Regions from separate parts of the Mus musculus genome. Here regions 2, 3 and 4 are each linked to region 1. A link is a contact called in public Hi-C, HiChIP or PLAC-seq and promoter capture Hi-C data. All regions are on one chromosome and are shown on one strand. The core of a region is the stretch at or near the end of the contact, and the rest is flanking DNA. Distances in the headings are between cores, read along the strand shown. Region 1 holds the start of Tram1 (translocating chain-associating membrane protein 1). Region 2 holds the start of Eya1 (EYA transcriptional coactivator and phosphatase 1). Region 3 overlaps Slco5a1 (solute carrier organic anion transporter family, member 5A1). Region 4 has its middle 52 kb from the start of Gm39592.

Region 1 (3,696 bases), core at 387-2,886:
AGAAAACAGGAAAGAACAGTGCTTTCACAAAGAACATTCTAGATGGGGAGCAAGTGGGAACTGACCTGGAACTAAGTAAAACACAATGTTAACCAGAAAGGAAAATAATAGCTAAGTCTAGTGCCCCGCTCTCTTGAGCCTTGAAGAAGCCCCTTGGATAATTGAGGTGGACGCCATCACCCTCCCAACAAATGAAACCTACTGGCTTTGCTTCCTCGTCAGCTGTCCTAAGCTTCTCCTCCTGGTGCTTCAGCTCCACTTAACACATTGCACTTTTAAAATATTTTAAAAAGATTCTCTCTCCAGCATGAGAATGTAAGCCCATAATGATCAGTTAATTTGACATTTCCCTTATGTTCTGAATCCCCAGTGAAGTTTCTACTAGGTCAACTCTCTATCCTTACTTGTTGAGCCAATGGATACATAAGTAAGGGAATTGAGCCTCATAGAAGTAACTTGTCTGTAGAAACACAGGCAATAAGTTGAGCATAATAATAAATTGACGCAATAACCACTTTTTTTTTTTTGATTTTTCAAAACAGGGTTTCTTTGTGTAGTCCTGGTTATCCTGGAACTCACTCTATAAACCAGGCGGGCCTCGAACTCAGAAATCCGCCTGCCTATGCCTCCCAAGTACTGGGATTAAAGGCCCGTGTGACCACTGCCGGCAGTAACCACCTTTTTAAACTACCATGATTACACTGGAAATGTAATATTCCAGGCCAGGCCCCCTCCTGGCTATACTATAGCGGTGGGAATAGGGAAAGAGACTGAATTGCCTGGATTTGGTGCTATATTAGATGTCAAAAGGCTAATAAAAAGATGCAACCTAGGATTTTAGCTTCTGGACTGGGCAAGTAGTGCACTTTTTCAGAAAAAAATAAATACCCCGGGTTAAACAGAAGTAGGAGAGTGGAGGATTTGGCAAGGGATCCCTTTTCACGATTTCTTGGGATTCCTAAGTAGTGTTAATACCATGTAACAAGTAAATCTAAACTTCCAGTGGGGACCGGGGAGTTGGACAGGACAGAAAAGAGCTTAACTCTGAGGTAAGCAAGCGTTTAACACTTAGGGGATTTTTGGTTTGGTTTGGTTTTGGTTTTTGATTTTTGACTTAGAAACAAGATGCTTCTATGTAGCCCTGGATGGTATTAAACTCAGAGCACTTCTCCTGCCTCAGCGTCCCAAACAATGGGACTACAGGAGTCAACCACTAGCTCATCCACAGCAACGTTGGAAGGCTCAAACTCGCGAAAAGCCCTTGAACAAGCAGGCTACTTCGTTTTTCCAAATTTTCTAGACGGTGGCTATCGCTTACACAAGTGGCCAACAAGTGTGGAACGTGGTAGCACCAAGGCCAGGGTGGGTCGGGAGGGCGCGAAGGCACCCAGCAGCCGTGCATGCTGCAGCAGCACGCGAAGGTATGAACCATTCCCAGGAAGCTCGCGCCCCAAACGACTCCCAACTCCCAGCGCGAAACCTCCGCGCGCCACTCGCGTTCCGCGACCTCCAGCCCACAGGGGGCGCTGTGGGCCACCAGGTGCGGCCACGGCGCGAGCGCGCGGTTTCTTCCTGGTGCGCATGCTCGCCACCGCTGCAGGCTGGCCTTTTTTTTTTTTTTTTTTTTTTTTTTTTTTTTTTTTTTTTTCTCGGGCCGCCCCGGCGGCTGCGTACTGGCTGTGGGATGGGAAGTGAAGCCCCAGCGAGCGGCTGCGGCGGGGCTGTGCGGAGCAGCCAGCGGGAGGCGGCGGCGCGGCGGTGAGCAGCCGAGAGCTCGGAGCGGGGCGGAGGAAGCACCTGCAGGCACAGGCGGCGGCTCCACCATGGCGATTCGCAAGAAGAGCAACAAGAACCCGCCGCTGCTGAGCCACGAATTCTTGCTGCAGAATCACGCGGACATCGTCTCCTGCCTGGCGATGCTTTTCCTGCTGGGGCTTATGTTCGAGGTGAGCCCTCCTTCCCGGACCCCGGACCCCTGGCCAGGCCCGCCGACCCTAGCGTACCCGGCCGGAGCTGCGCAGCCCCCCGCGGCCCTGCAGCCCTGGCCCGGTCCGGCCCGCCGCCCCCTCCCGCGCCGCGCAGTTCCTGCTTCCCGCGAAGGGTTACGTGGCAGCCGGCGAGGGGCCGGCGGGGGTGGCGGGCGCGGCCGTGCTGGCCCTGCGCGATGGGCGGACCCGGGGCCGGGGCAGCGGGGCCGGATGACTAACAGGGACCCCTGCTCGACCCCGACCCACGGCCTCGGCCGCTGCCTGCGCGGAGGGCGAGGACCGGGTGTTCGAACCCGGTGGCCCCCTGCCCGCCGACGGCCGCTCGTCCAACTTTCCGCCTGGGCTCTGGACTCTGGGTTCCCGGAGCATCGGGTCTGATCCCGATGCGAGGCTCGCAACAGCTGTGTTGAGGAGTTGAGCGATTTCCTTTCTTGAAGCAGAGGCGATGAGACTGTCAGGAGTGTGTAAATTCTCTTCCCACAGATCTGAGTATTTTGATGACTTATTTAACAGCTGTTGAATGTGGGTAATAAAGTTTGCAAGGTGAACCTGTAACATCCTACGGGTTTTTTTTTTTTTTCCACCTTCCTCAGTACTTCCGCCCACTCCCCTCCCCCTTCCATTTTTTTTTTTTTTATCTGTAAGCCACTGAGTCTCATTAAATATATTGATATATTGATGATTACCATTTTGTCTCCTCTCTCCCTGGCATGTAACCTAGTGAGGATAAATATTTTGTCATCCATTTTTACTAGTCTTTTTCCGCTGTGAAGAATCGAGCTTTAAAGGTTTGAGTTGAAAGCAAGGAACTAATGAAATGAGACAGCCAGTGATGAAAAGTGATTACGATTTTGTTTTTTGTTTTCCATGGAGCCAATTTGGTGTCATTAGATAATTTTCTATGTTATATGATGTTTTTTCTCTTCCAAAAGTCTTTTCTGAATCTACATGTAAGTACTTCTTGTTCTTGATAGTGTCACAGATGGTTGTAGCCACTTAACTAAGGAGGGTTGCAGGGTGAAGGGCAAATAGAACTAGTCAGAACGCTTACTAGATAACCCAACTCAGATACGCTGTTCATCCTCCCTTACATCGCTTGTACAGGCCTCACAGCTGCCGTTTGAGGAATCAGGTAATTCGGCTTAGAGAAGTTTGACAGTATTATATGAGTGGGTGGTATTTACATATCTAGGGTTTGATTGTGGCCCTGTAGTAAATGCTTGCTTTGATTATTGGTTGTAGCGTGAATCTAGGAGTTTTATGGCTGACCTGTACCTCGAGTCTTTAGTGCTTGGTGCTCTATTGCTTCTGCGTGGCTCAGAAGTATGGCTCTGGGTTCAGTTATAAGCAACATACACAATGTATGTTTGTAATCTCTGAATTTGTGAAAACTGTTTTCTTGCTATAGTATTAAAGGTACCTCATGGACGTGGCCAGTAGGCATTTGTCACCATATGCAGGAGAGTTGTGAATTCAAATCCAGTGGCAACTACATAGTGAATTCTAGCTCTGAAGACCACTGCTCACCTCCGCTTCTCATCCTGACAGCCCCTGCCTTCAGAGGTGTGCTGATCTGCTGAGCATACTCACAGGCTGTAAGGGAAGGAAAATTGACAGCAGAAGTCTGGACACTTAGAAATGCCACAACCTCAGTTTTTATATAAACTTCTGCCCTATTTTTCTAGGATGGTCACTATTACATTAGTGA
Region 2 (3,696 bases), core at 362-2,861, 720 kb before region 1:
GTGCACATTCTGGGTTCTCCAATATTATAATCTTTTATGAACTGCATGAATGACATTTGAGCAATACATGTCCAAAATAATTTTAACCTATAGGAAGCATGAATGCAATAGCTGAAGGTAAAGTTTAAGCCAGAGGTCAAATGTTATGTCTTGGGTAATTTAGTAACAAATCTAAGTGCAAAAGAAGTTACTGTCTGGGTGCTTGGTATTGTAAATAGAACTAATGTAGCATTAGATTTTACCTGACTGCAACAGAAAACTCCATAATAGACTTTGTTTTTTCTGCACATGCACTTTGGTATGTTGAATAACTGATCCTTCTGGTCTGAGAGAGTGCTGTAGGAGGTAACGTAACTATGTCAGCTGCATATATGATCCAATAGCAATCAACTGTTTTTTTGACCTGGCTTCCCAAATATGGTAGATACCTAGCTCATGGTTCCTTGCTGGTGCTGAACAAGATGAAATCCTAGGTGAGTTTGAAGTCCCAGCTGCCTCTTAGGTTTGACAAAGTGCTCCTTTGCAAGGAATTTAGACTGGCATCCTTTCTAGGAGGGGAAGGGAGAACTCCTGTTTGGAATTTTGGTCCTTAGAACCATTTAGTTGGGTTTTGTTTGCATCATCTGAAGGTGCTTTCGTTTCCTAATTGGCAGAGTTAAGGTAGGACCCATCTATCTCCTCTATTAGTTGATGTGAAGTTACTGTGATGTAAAAACATGTTCATACCAAGGTGAGAAATTAAAATAAGGAGACTTTTTTTTTAATAAAAAGAGCACATAGAATAGAAATATTGGTGATGATAAAAATACCTTCTTAAAATGCATATCCAGACTTAATTTCAGAGTGAGTGTTAGTTTGCATTTGCATTTAAACTGTGATATAGGACCGACAAAATATTAACCCATATAAGGAGACGCCTTCTTTCAAGATTACAAATTATCATAATGGCTAAACCCTTGACTTGGATAAAACATAGTTTGTTAACTGAAGCTCAGCTCCTAGGTGTCACCGAACGAACGCCTAACTCATAGATTCTGAATTAAGGTTGTGAGTTTTTAAAAGGATAAGTTGCAAAGCAAGTTCCAGACTAAACGAATCTCTTCTCAAGACCCATTTAAAAATGTTAATGGTGAAATATTATCTGGGTCCTAGCCAAAGAACTGAAGCCTTTGGCCTCCTAGCAACCCTTGCAGAATCCTCCGCCAGGCTTTCATTGTTAAGCTGCTAATAGCTAACACGTTTGCCCATTCTCCCTCTACTTCATAGAAACAGCTTTTTTTTTTTAAATCTTCTCCAGACCTGTAAGTAGGTAGGTACTTTAGGAAAAAGTGTTAAAAGTATCCGTTCTCCTAAGTTTCAGGTCCTCAAAAAAAATTTTAAAAAAAGTATTGAAAAAGTGTAAAAGATAACATGCAACTACTCCCCAAAGATCTTAATTGGGAGCTACTGGCGCGGGAGGATGTGTGTGTGTTGACAGAGGTTCCCACAAGTTCTTCCCCCACAGCTGTTTATTCAGATATCATGGGGCGCGTCATTTACATAATAAATTTTTTTTTAAAGCAGCGAGGTTGAGTCAGACCAAGCTCTGCTCCTCTCAATTGTTGCATTTAAACCAATAAGGTTAGGACAAGAGACTAGCTGTGGTTTGCGTTGCAAAAACAAAACAAAACAAAAAGCCCCGAGGCTTCGTGGGCAGACCTACAAGGCTGCGCAAACAAATCGGGGGATGAGATTTTGCTGTTTCTTTGTCTAGGCGTCTCAGATGCTATCTGCCGCTGCCGTTCGCTGGGGCGCAAAGCCGTTCCCAAACAGACCGCGGCGAGCTGATGGCTCCGAGCTTGCGGCGAGGTAGCGAGTGTGCAGGGCCACTTCCGACTGGAAGCCTTCCTGTGGCGGTGCGCGGTGGCGGGGTCCTTCCTGGGGAAGGCGATCGCGCTCAGTCGCTCCACAGCCCGAGCCTGCAGCAGCGCCCGGGCGCAGTCCCCGGGAGCCGGGCAATCCCCGGCCTCTGCGCTCCGCTGCCAGCCGCGTCACAGCGCCTCTGAGAGCTCCCGGGTCCCCGTGTTCCTGCACAGCAGCCAAACTATGTCAGGAATGGAGGTCTGCTAACACAGAAAACTCCAAGGAGCACACTAAACCGGTGGAGGCAGCAGATGTGAGCGCTGTAAGTACAAGCTGGTGTTTGAAAAACTGTAATGACCAAGTACTACTTACTGTCTGGTGGGCAAAGCCCGAGATAACTGGAGAGCCTTTATTAGGGTTTTGGTTTGTTTTCAAAGAAAAAAAGCACTGTGGCTTGGGGAAAACAATAACACTGTTTCTGGGACTTTAGAAGCCGCTGGGTTCCGTCGTAAAATTGTAATCTTTACCCTCCAAATGATCGGAGCCATTAGGATCATTAAAGGATCATTGCAAATTAACTACTTTTGTTCTGATTTTTATAGATAAGTAGAACACTAGGTAATATTCTCAGACGGGGGAATTATTTCATATCTTTTCTTAATTGCTGCACTAGCCCCAGAATATTGAGTGGTATTGAACAGGGTTATATCCATACATAGATGTATAGGTACGAAAGGTATACTTAGTGGTATTTATTACACAGATCACTTTTTCTACGGCTAGGTTGATAAATGAGGAAAGGTTTACAACGGAAAACTCAGCAGATGAACAACGAGCTGATAACTATGTTTTCAAGAAGGACACCTTTTTGTTCCAAAGCAAATTTATCAAAGACTTTACTAAGCAGGCTCATCTTCAGTATTCGATACAATAAGCCTTTGGTCCCTTAAAGTATTTGTCCCTCTCTGGCCCTTTTTGTGATTTGAATGCACTTGGAAGCTAAACTCCAGATTTTGAAACTTTTGAATATTCGTGTAAAGCACGGCCCTTCAAAATCAGTATTTGAATTGCTAACAACTCATAGGCTTACACTCTTGGGAGGAATTTTGAAGACATTTAAGCATAACGTTTGCAATAATTCAATACATTATGAACTGTCATTGAGTTTAGACAAGTGTTTTTAAGTTTCATTTCTTAAGATGGCCAGGGGTATAGAAACTTGTTAGCTGGGAATCATGGTGTGTAGCTGTATAGGTTTGAAGTTGTCTTTCTAATGTCTTTCAGAGAAGGTTTTATTTTATGCTTGTGAGAGTCTTTCCCCCGCTCTGTTTAGAGTTTGGGGACATGCACACAGGAATAGTCATGCCTTCATATGATCAAACATTTAATATTTGACTTTCTCGATGCTTGAGTTCTCCTAAGGCCCAAAGTGTTTAGTAAGTAAGCAAGCAGCTGTGGATTTTCAGCCTTTGAAAACTCTTTGTGGTGACAGACATAGAAGTCTAATTGAGCCACCGTTCAGTTCAACTTTTAAGTGCCAAATAAAGTCAGCTGCTCTGTGAGTTTCACAGGCATGATAAATGATTTTTTGAAAAAGAAAATTTCCACTGGAGTGTGAAAATGTATTTCCTAAGAATACAATGGGAAAAAAAGAGGTCCTTGCAGCAGGAACAGAATCTTTTTATCATATAACCAAAAGTATTTCAGTCAACATTGTCAATAAATGCTGATTTTGAAAACAGTCCTTTCCTTTTTAAAGCTGAAGACAGGAATGATGTGTTCCAAACACTTGTTCGTTTTTGGTTTCAGAAGAATTATGTTTTCTCGGTTTCTTTAAAGGAGATAATTAAAAAA
Region 3 (3,696 bases), core at 477-2,976, 710 kb after region 1:
ATTTATGAGTTGGCTTCTAACACTAAATCTCTGAAGAGTGATCATTTAACCTCCACTAATTGCAAACTCAATCAGTCCCAATCTTTCCACCGCACGGGGATTGCTTTTGAACATCAGTGTTTGGAGGAGAGCGTGACTTGGTGACGCTTATATCTTTCTCTGGCTTTTTATGAATGTGTGTGTGAGTGTGCATGTACATATATGTATGTCTGTAATTTCTGCTTTTACTTTGACTTAACTGGGATTTCTATTGTGATGAAACACCATGACCGAAAACAAGTTGCAGAGGAAAAGCTTTATTTGGCTCACTCTTCTACATTATAGTCCATCACTGGAGGAAGTCAGGACAGGAATTCAAACCGGGTAGAAACCTGGAGGCAGGAGCTGAAGCAGAGACCTTGAGGGGCGCTGCTCACTTCTTTTCTTCTGACACTTGCTCAGCCTGCTTTCTTATAGAACCCAAGATGGCACCACCAACCCTCATCAATCACCAACGAAGAAAACACTCTACAGCCACATTTTAAAGAAGCACTTTCTTTATTGAGATGCCCTCCTTTCAGATATTCCTAGCTTGTGTCAAGTGGACATAAAACTAGCCAGCAGCTACTTTTCTCCAATCTTGCAGGAATTATGAGGATGGTTTTTGTTAGATGTACCTTCAATTCTGGAACATTCTGACAGAGAAAAAGAGACTGCAATGGTTTGAGTAAATTTTTACATTTTTTTCTTAGTAGAAGGGATTTGGGGGGCTCATTTAGAGGGGCTCTCCCTTCAGCCAAGAGCCTTACCCCTCCCCCACTATTAACACAGAGATAGTTAACCAGTCTCTGATGGAGACATCTACAGCCTGGAATTTACTAAGGGAATCTTGGTTGGTGACTGTTAGTAGATTCTAGTGGATTAAATGTTCTGGGAAGGTGCCTTTCTTAGCTTATGGTTCTGCCTAAGGCAGGCTTGGTTTGACAGGCATTTTCTTGGAACCATTGTTCTAAACCATTTTCTCCTCCTTCCCTGTAGGTCTGTGGAAGATGAGGAAAGGCCCTTCGCGTTGGGAATGCAGTTTGTTTTGTTGCGAACACTTGGTATGTCCCTGAATTTCCAAGTGTGCCCTTAATTCCTCTTTACAGCAGGTTGGGAATGCAGTTTGTTTTGTTGCGAACACTTGGTATGTCCCTGAATTTCCAAGTGTGCCCTTAATTCCTCTATACAGCAGGCAAATGCTATGGTCCTTTAAAAACAGAAGCGGAACACAGAAGTGGAGTCACTTGGTAATTAATGGTTGTAACAGAATCTGACAAGATCAGAGAACACTTCTCTCTCTCTTTTTTTTTAATTCATCTAAAAGTTGACAAGTTCCTTGGACAAAACAAAAGATGGTTAGTTTCCTTTTGACTCTGACTACAAAGGTGTACACAATTCCCCCAGATTTTTAACTTGTAAGAAATCGATATCACGAGCGTTGTAATGAGTTTGTTATCTTGGCGTTTAGGTCTCTTGATGCCTCTTGACAGGAATGTGAGAGAAACCGGGTGCATTTTACTTAGCGTACTTTCAGGTTCTTACTGTGTTCGGGTAATTTAATTGGCTTGATTGAGGTGTACACGTGTAGAGTTTTCGGAGGCAAAGATCTTAAAAAGCAAAAAAGGAGAGGTCACCAAAGTTCACAGAGGCCGCCCGCCCGCCCGCCGCCGCGCGCGCGCGCCCCACCCTCGCCTGCTCGCCCCACCCACTCGCCCCGCCCCTGCTCACCCCGCCCATTCGCCACCTGAACTGTTTTGACTTCCTCAAGCTCATTTTCTCTTAAGCAGCAGTTTCTCTTTTTCCTCTACTGCTGTTTACCTTGACTAATCAAAACCATTGTCCATGTTTTTCATTCACAGTTTAGTTTTGAAAGGTAAATGGTCTCTTTTCTGAAGCACTCACACTCCTGGGATTCTGTTTGCAGCTAGTGTGGGTTGATGACAGCGAGGTTAAAGCTGACTACTTTCAATGCCCTCCAGCAGGAAAAACAAACAAACAAACAAACAAACCAAAACAAAACAAAACCAACCAACCAAACAAACAAAACCCCCTGGTGTGGCTTGTTTGGTATCAAAAAGACTTGGAAGGTTTTTGAAGATTCTTTTGTTCAAAGTGTGCTGGCTAAAGAGGATTTCAGATACAATTGCATACAGTTCATAATTATGCTTTGTGCTTTTTGCCATACACTGAAAGGTGCTACTTTTGTTGTTGTTTAGGGGTTTTGCATTTTCTTATGTGTATTTGACTGGGTCTTGCAATGTGTATTGTCCTTGCTGAATAGGGTTAGGGTTAGGGTTAGGGAATTTAAGTACATACTTCCAGTGATAGCTTGCCTCCTCACAAATGTTGTGATTACAGGTGTATACCATATTACCTGGTTAAAAAGATATTTTCAAAGAAAGGAATTTGTCAAAGTGATGATTGAGTTGAAAAAGAGAAAAAAATACTTATTTTCTCTCTACTCTCTGAAGGGAGTTGGGCTATTTGATATGAATTTGGGGAAAAGATGAACCACCTGTAGAATCGCCACTAAGCCAGGAGAGAACAACACCTGGTGAACGTTACTCAGCCCATGTTTGTCATTTACATGGTGCTGCAGAAGTACAGTTAAGCTAACCATCCAAATTTGATTTTCCCCAAATTAAAAAGAAAAAGACTTCTCAGTTCTTTATGAAACTTACTATTTAATCTTACTACTCGGCTTCATTTTGAAGATTTACTTTCATTATTTTTAACTATGCGTATGTATGTGTGTCTGTGTGTAGGTGTGGGTGTGGGAGTGGAGGTGCCTTAGGGAAACCTTTGGAGCCTGAGTGAGGGTGGCTGTGAGCTGCCTATGTGGGCTCTGGGAAGCTAATCAGCCAACTCGATAAGCCACTGAGCTATCTCTCCAGCCCCTAGGCCTTATCTTCAATAAATTCCTAACAGAGTCTGTTCACAGGCCTGTTTGTGAGCTGTTAGATGCCCTGTTTTATTTCGTCCCTCATTTTCCTTCCCTCCTTCTGTGTTGCTTTAACGTAGCCAGCTCTTACTTCTGTGCACGGAGCATTCGTGGACTGTTGTAAAAGTTCTTAGGCTGCAAAGCATAAAAAGGAATAGGCTCTGGATCGAGGAGTGTGTTGGGTGACAAATAGCGGAGGCTTTAAGTGCTCATTGCTAGTAGGTAAAGTAGAGGTACGTGCAAGACTCAATGGCAGCAGAGTGGTGTCCAACAGATCCAGGGATCAAAAGGAATGGCTCATAGGCAAGGGAATGAGTTAGAGGTGGGGCAAATTTTTGGCGAAGAGTGTATGATGTAGTAAACATGCTTTCCTGTGGAATTGGAAGAGATGTCTGTTACACACAGCCCAGACAAGAGACCTTCAACTTCTAGGATTTTCAGAAGCTTCAAAGATAAATTATAGGCCTTGATTATCTCCACACACTAAGTACCTTTGTGATGTTAAATCTGAAGTGTATCTTGTTAGCTGCTCTGGGGTCAGAGTGGAAGGCACAGCCCTCAGAAGAGTCACTTAGTGGCCTGACAGCCTCCTTCAGTCGGCTTGGGAGAGGTGAGTCTCTTCCCTGAGCCACAGAAAAGAGTCTCAGCATGGGTCAGTAAGAAGTTCAGAGGAGTTTGTTAAGAAGACACTTGACCAGACTTGAGCATGACTGTGCTGCTGAAGACCCTTAGGA
Region 4 (3,696 bases), core at 838-3,337, 540 kb after region 1:
AGATGGTTGTGAGCCACCATGTGGTTGCTGGGATTTGAACTCCGGACCTTCGGAAGAGCAGTCGGGTGCTCTTACCCACTGAGCCATCTCACCAGCCCTATATTCAGATTTTTGAAAAAAAAAATTATAGTTGTGAAAGTAGATTTAGATAACCAAGCTGTTTAAAATATCCTTAAAATAGTTCTCATAAATTGAATGAGCGTTTGATTTTCCATAAATTAAATTATGTACAATTAAAACTCTATTAAGATGTGTAGCCAAAGAGTCTGCAGTTGTCAGAAGCTGTGTAAGATTCTTTAGTGAGGGAGCTGGCCACAGTGTCAAATAGTAAAGACAGTTTGGAATAGGAAGTTGACTGCTCTGCCATTCACACTTCAGTTAGATTTACTCTAACTAAATCTAGAACTCATCTGAAATCTGGAACATTTTACCCACTCATAGGTAGTAGGAACAGCAGACTGGGTGTGATGGTGAACCTGCATTGTCAACTTGACTGAATTTAGAGTTGCCTTGATTCTAGACAGGTGTGCTGGTGGCCCTCACTTGTAATCTCAGCCTCACGAGGCAAAAGGATTTCCAGGAGTTCCAGGCTAGACTGGGCTACATAATGATTTCCAGACCAACTTGGGCTATAAGGAGTGAGATGCTGTTTCAAAACTCAAAAGCAGAGTCACCATGGAACATATCATTGAGTGTGACTATGGGGATACTTCTAGAAAGGTCTATCTGAGACATGCAGACCCACCTTGAATGTAGGCATCCTGTTTCCTGAGACGGAGTCCCAGACTTAGTGAAAAGGAGAAGGGGAACTGGAAACCAGTTCTCACCAGCCCATCTCTTTGGTGGATGATCCTGGAGGTTCTGGCTACCATTCCTTTACACCATCAAACTGTAATCTCAACACTTGCAAGGTAGAGGCAGGTAAAAATTGGTGAGTTTGAGGCCAGCCTGGTCTACATAGGGACTTCCAGCCAGTCAGGTTTGAGACCCTGTCTCAAAACCAACCAACAAGAAACCAGTGAGCCCAACTCAATCCTTGCTTCCTTAAGTGGTGTGCCAGGTGTTTTGTTCTGGCCACTAGAAAAGCCATGGGTCTGCTGCACGTGTTTAGGAGGCTGTAAAGCAGGGGCCACACAGGGCTTTGGTTCCTGATAATCGACAAGTTGGTCAGCCATTGGAAGAGGAGTAAGGCTCACCCCCAAGTGGAGCATTAGGACCAGCATTGTTGGCGGTCCGTCTTAGGAGCGTTGTAGAAGTCTTCTGGGTTGCCTTGTGAGTTAATGAGCTGCTGACTGTCTCAGAAGAAAGAAAGAAAGAAAGAAAGAAAGAGAGAAAGAAAGAGAGAAAGAGAGAAAGAGAGAAAGAGAGAAAGAGAGAGAGAGAGAGAGAGAGAGAGAGAGAGAGAGAGAGAGAGAGAGAGAGAGAAAGAAAGAAAGAAAGAAAGAAAGAAAGAAAGAAAGAAAGATAGATTTCCATGGCAACACTAGTCTTTGAGCTGGGACAGTCATAACACATTTTGATCCCAGTATCACAAAATCCATTCAGTTTTTTTCTTAGGGACCATTTAGAATTTTTGCTTTTATGTAGGGGACAAAAAAAAAAAAATCCATGCGGACAAAAACAAAAACAAAAACAAACAAACAAACAAAAAGCTGGGCGTTGGTGGCACACGCCTTTAATCCCAGCAGAGGCAGGTGGATTTCTGAGTTCGAGGCCAGCCTGGTCTACAAAGTGAGTTCCAGGACAGCCAGGGCTATACAGAGAAACCCTGTCTCGAAACCAAAACCAAAACAAAAAAATCCATGCGGCAGGAGGGACTTCAGTGTTCCTCCAGACCCCCTTGATGTTTTGCAGAGAGAATATGAACCTTAAGGTTAGGAGGTGGGTCGAGGTCATGCTGCTATTTAACCTTAGAGAGGAGCTTTGAGGGAGCTTGCCCTTCAGTGACTCTTGGCTATGTCCTCCCAAGAGGAGCGCAGCCTTGTTAGAAGGGAGCTGCTAGGTGACACCTCAGGACTGCAGGTGCTGCTTGCTTTCTCACTTACACCGAACAACTCAGAGCCAAGAGCAGCCCTGTAATTCTGGCAGGGGGTAGAGGCAGAAGGAAGAAGAGTTCCCGACAAACCGGACTTGGGCAGAAAGGTCAAAGCTGGGACCCATCACTTGAAACCGGTGTCTGTGCGCCACCTATAGGATTTTTGGAGAAGAAACACAGCATTTTCCTTTTCCTGCAGGTTAATTCTCGAGGCCATTGAGAAATGTACTATTTCTTTCTTTTTAAAAAAAAAACATTTATTTATTACATATAATGTACACTGTAGCTGTCTTTAGACACTTCAGAAGAGGGAGTCAGATCTCATTACGGGTGATTGTGAGCCACCATGTGGTTGCTGGGATTTGAACTTTGAACCTTCGGAAGAGCAGTCGGGTGCTTTTACCCACTAAGCCATCTCACCAGCCCCGTACTATTTCTTTTTTTTTTTTTTTTTTTTTTTTTAAAGATTTATTTATTTATTATATGTAAGTACATTGTAGCTGTCTTCAGACACACCAGAAGAGGGAGTCAGATCTCGTTACGGATGGTTGTGAGCCACCATGTGGTTGCTGGGATTTGAACTCTGGACCTTCGGAAGAGCAGTCGGGTGCTCTAACCCACTGAGCCATCTCACCAGCCCCCCCGTACTATTTCTTAAAACACCAAAGTAGATGATATTTGCTTGCTTTGCAAAGGAAAGCACTAGGAAAGACAGAGAAGGCACCATGCCTCTGGGAGAGCATGGCAGGACCAACGTTTAAAAAGTTCCCCTTCCCATCTCTAAAGATCCCTTGACCAAGCTTTTGACTCCTTTCCATCATGTCCTAGTCTGCTTTCGACTGCTGTGATAAACAACGTGACGAAGTGGGCTAGAAAGATGGATCAGCAGTTAAGAGCACTGGCTGCTCTTCCAGAAGGCCAGAGTTTGATTCGCTGCACACACATGGCAGCTCCTAACTTTCTGTAACTCCAGTCCCAGGGAATCCTCGGCCCTTTTCTGGAATCATTGGGCATCACTGTGCATGAATATGGTGCCCAGACATACTTGTAAGCAAAACACCCATACACATAAAAACAACAACAACAACAACAACAACAAAACAACAATAATAAAAAGTCTACCATGACCAAAAGTAAATTAAGGACAAGTTATCTGGTTTTCAGGGTACAGCTCATCACCGAGGGAAGTCAAGACAGGAACTCAAGGCAGAAGGGAGGAAGGAGAGAGTGGAGCAGAGCCTGCAAAGGAGTGCTGCTTACTAGCCAGTAAACCTGCCTCCTTGTATCACCCAGGACTACCGGCCCAGCAGTGGCACCACCGGGGATGGTCTGGCTCTCCGATATTAATGATTAAGAACATTTCCTACAGACATACTCACAAACGATCTGATGGAGGTAAACCCCCAGCTCAGGTTCCCTCTTCCCAGATGACTCTGGCTGTGTTGACAAAAAACTAACGGTACCAATCCTAATTAGTCTTCCCCTTTGAAACGTTATCGTTCCGTGAGGCAAGAGAATTGTCACAAGTGTAATGTCAACCTGTTGATCAACCTAAAAACGGACTACAGGCAGAAAGGAAGAAAGGCAGGAATCCAGTATTGCCTTTCATAAAAATGAAATTACCAGGAAGTACAATGTACTTCATTAGAGGGTAGCATAAC

The links. Promoter capture Hi-C pulls out the DNA fragments that hold promoters and counts their contacts. A called contact is a pair of places that touch in the nucleus more often than the background predicts. HiChIP or PLAC-seq counts read pairs in DNA pulled down with a chosen protein or histone mark.
Region 2: a promoter capture Hi-C map of pre-B cells shows a contact between it and region 1, with 2.1 times the contacts expected there. The contact joins the promoter of Eya1 here to the promoter of Tram1 in region 1.
Region 3: an H3K4me3 HiChIP or PLAC-seq map of craniofacial prominence shows a contact between it and region 1, with 5 times the contacts expected there. The contact joins the enhancer-like site here to the promoter of Tram1 in region 1. A contact is called at or near these places in 5 of 39 promoter capture datasets (the 3T3-L1 cell line, cranial neural crest, embryonic stem cells and 2 more), 3 of 484 Hi-C or Micro-C datasets (Th1 cells, embryonic stem cells and muscle stem cells), 2 of 115 datasets of contacts at active chromatin or transcription factors (craniofacial prominence and fibro-adipogenic progenitors) and 1 of 9 other capture datasets (adipose tissue).
Region 4: a Hi-C map of embryonic stem cells shows a contact between it and region 1, with 2.4 times the contacts expected there. The contact joins the enhancer-like site here to the promoter of Tram1 in region 1. A contact is called at or near these places in 9 of 39 promoter capture datasets (the 3T3-L1 cell line, cranial neural crest, embryonic stem cells and 4 more), 2 of 484 Hi-C or Micro-C datasets (cardiomyocytes and embryonic stem cells), 9 of 115 datasets of contacts at active chromatin or transcription factors (cardiomyocytes, craniofacial prominence, embryonic basal ganglia and 6 more) and 2 of 9 other capture datasets (adipose tissue and liver).

What each region holds. Positions count from the first base shown.
Region 1 is chr1:13,587,850-13,591,545 of GRCm38.p6, reverse strand. Tram1 (translocating chain-associating membrane protein 1) reads left to right here and starts at 1,636. Exons shown (of 11, transcript NM_028173.5): 1 at 1,636-1,946. The coding sequence starts at 1,824.
Region 2 is chr1:14,308,114-14,311,809 of GRCm38.p6, reverse strand. It overlaps Eya1 (EYA transcriptional coactivator and phosphatase 1), which reads left to right and starts at 1,611. Exons shown (of 18, transcript NM_001310459.1): 1 at 1,611-2,164.
Region 3 is chr1:12,873,696-12,877,391 of GRCm38.p6, reverse strand. It overlaps Slco5a1 (solute carrier organic anion transporter family, member 5A1), which reads left to right. Exons shown (of 9, transcript NM_172841.2): 8 at 1,018-1,082. Among named protein-coding and RNA genes, the nearest start is that of Slco5a1, 120 kb to the left of the region's middle. Within about 2 kb of position 1,726, at least 45 of the 459 cell types and tissues checked have an H3K27ac peak or open chromatin away from gene starts, as enhancers often do. A contact at or near this core is called in craniofacial prominence, where this site is marked.
Region 4 is chr1:13,050,657-13,054,352 of GRCm38.p6, reverse strand. No RefSeq gene overlaps it. Among named protein-coding and RNA genes, the nearest start is that of Gm39592, 52 kb to the left of the region's middle. Within about 2 kb of position 2,087, at least 13 of the 459 cell types and tissues checked have an H3K27ac peak or open chromatin away from gene starts, as enhancers often do. A contact at or near this core is called in embryonic stem cells, where this site is marked.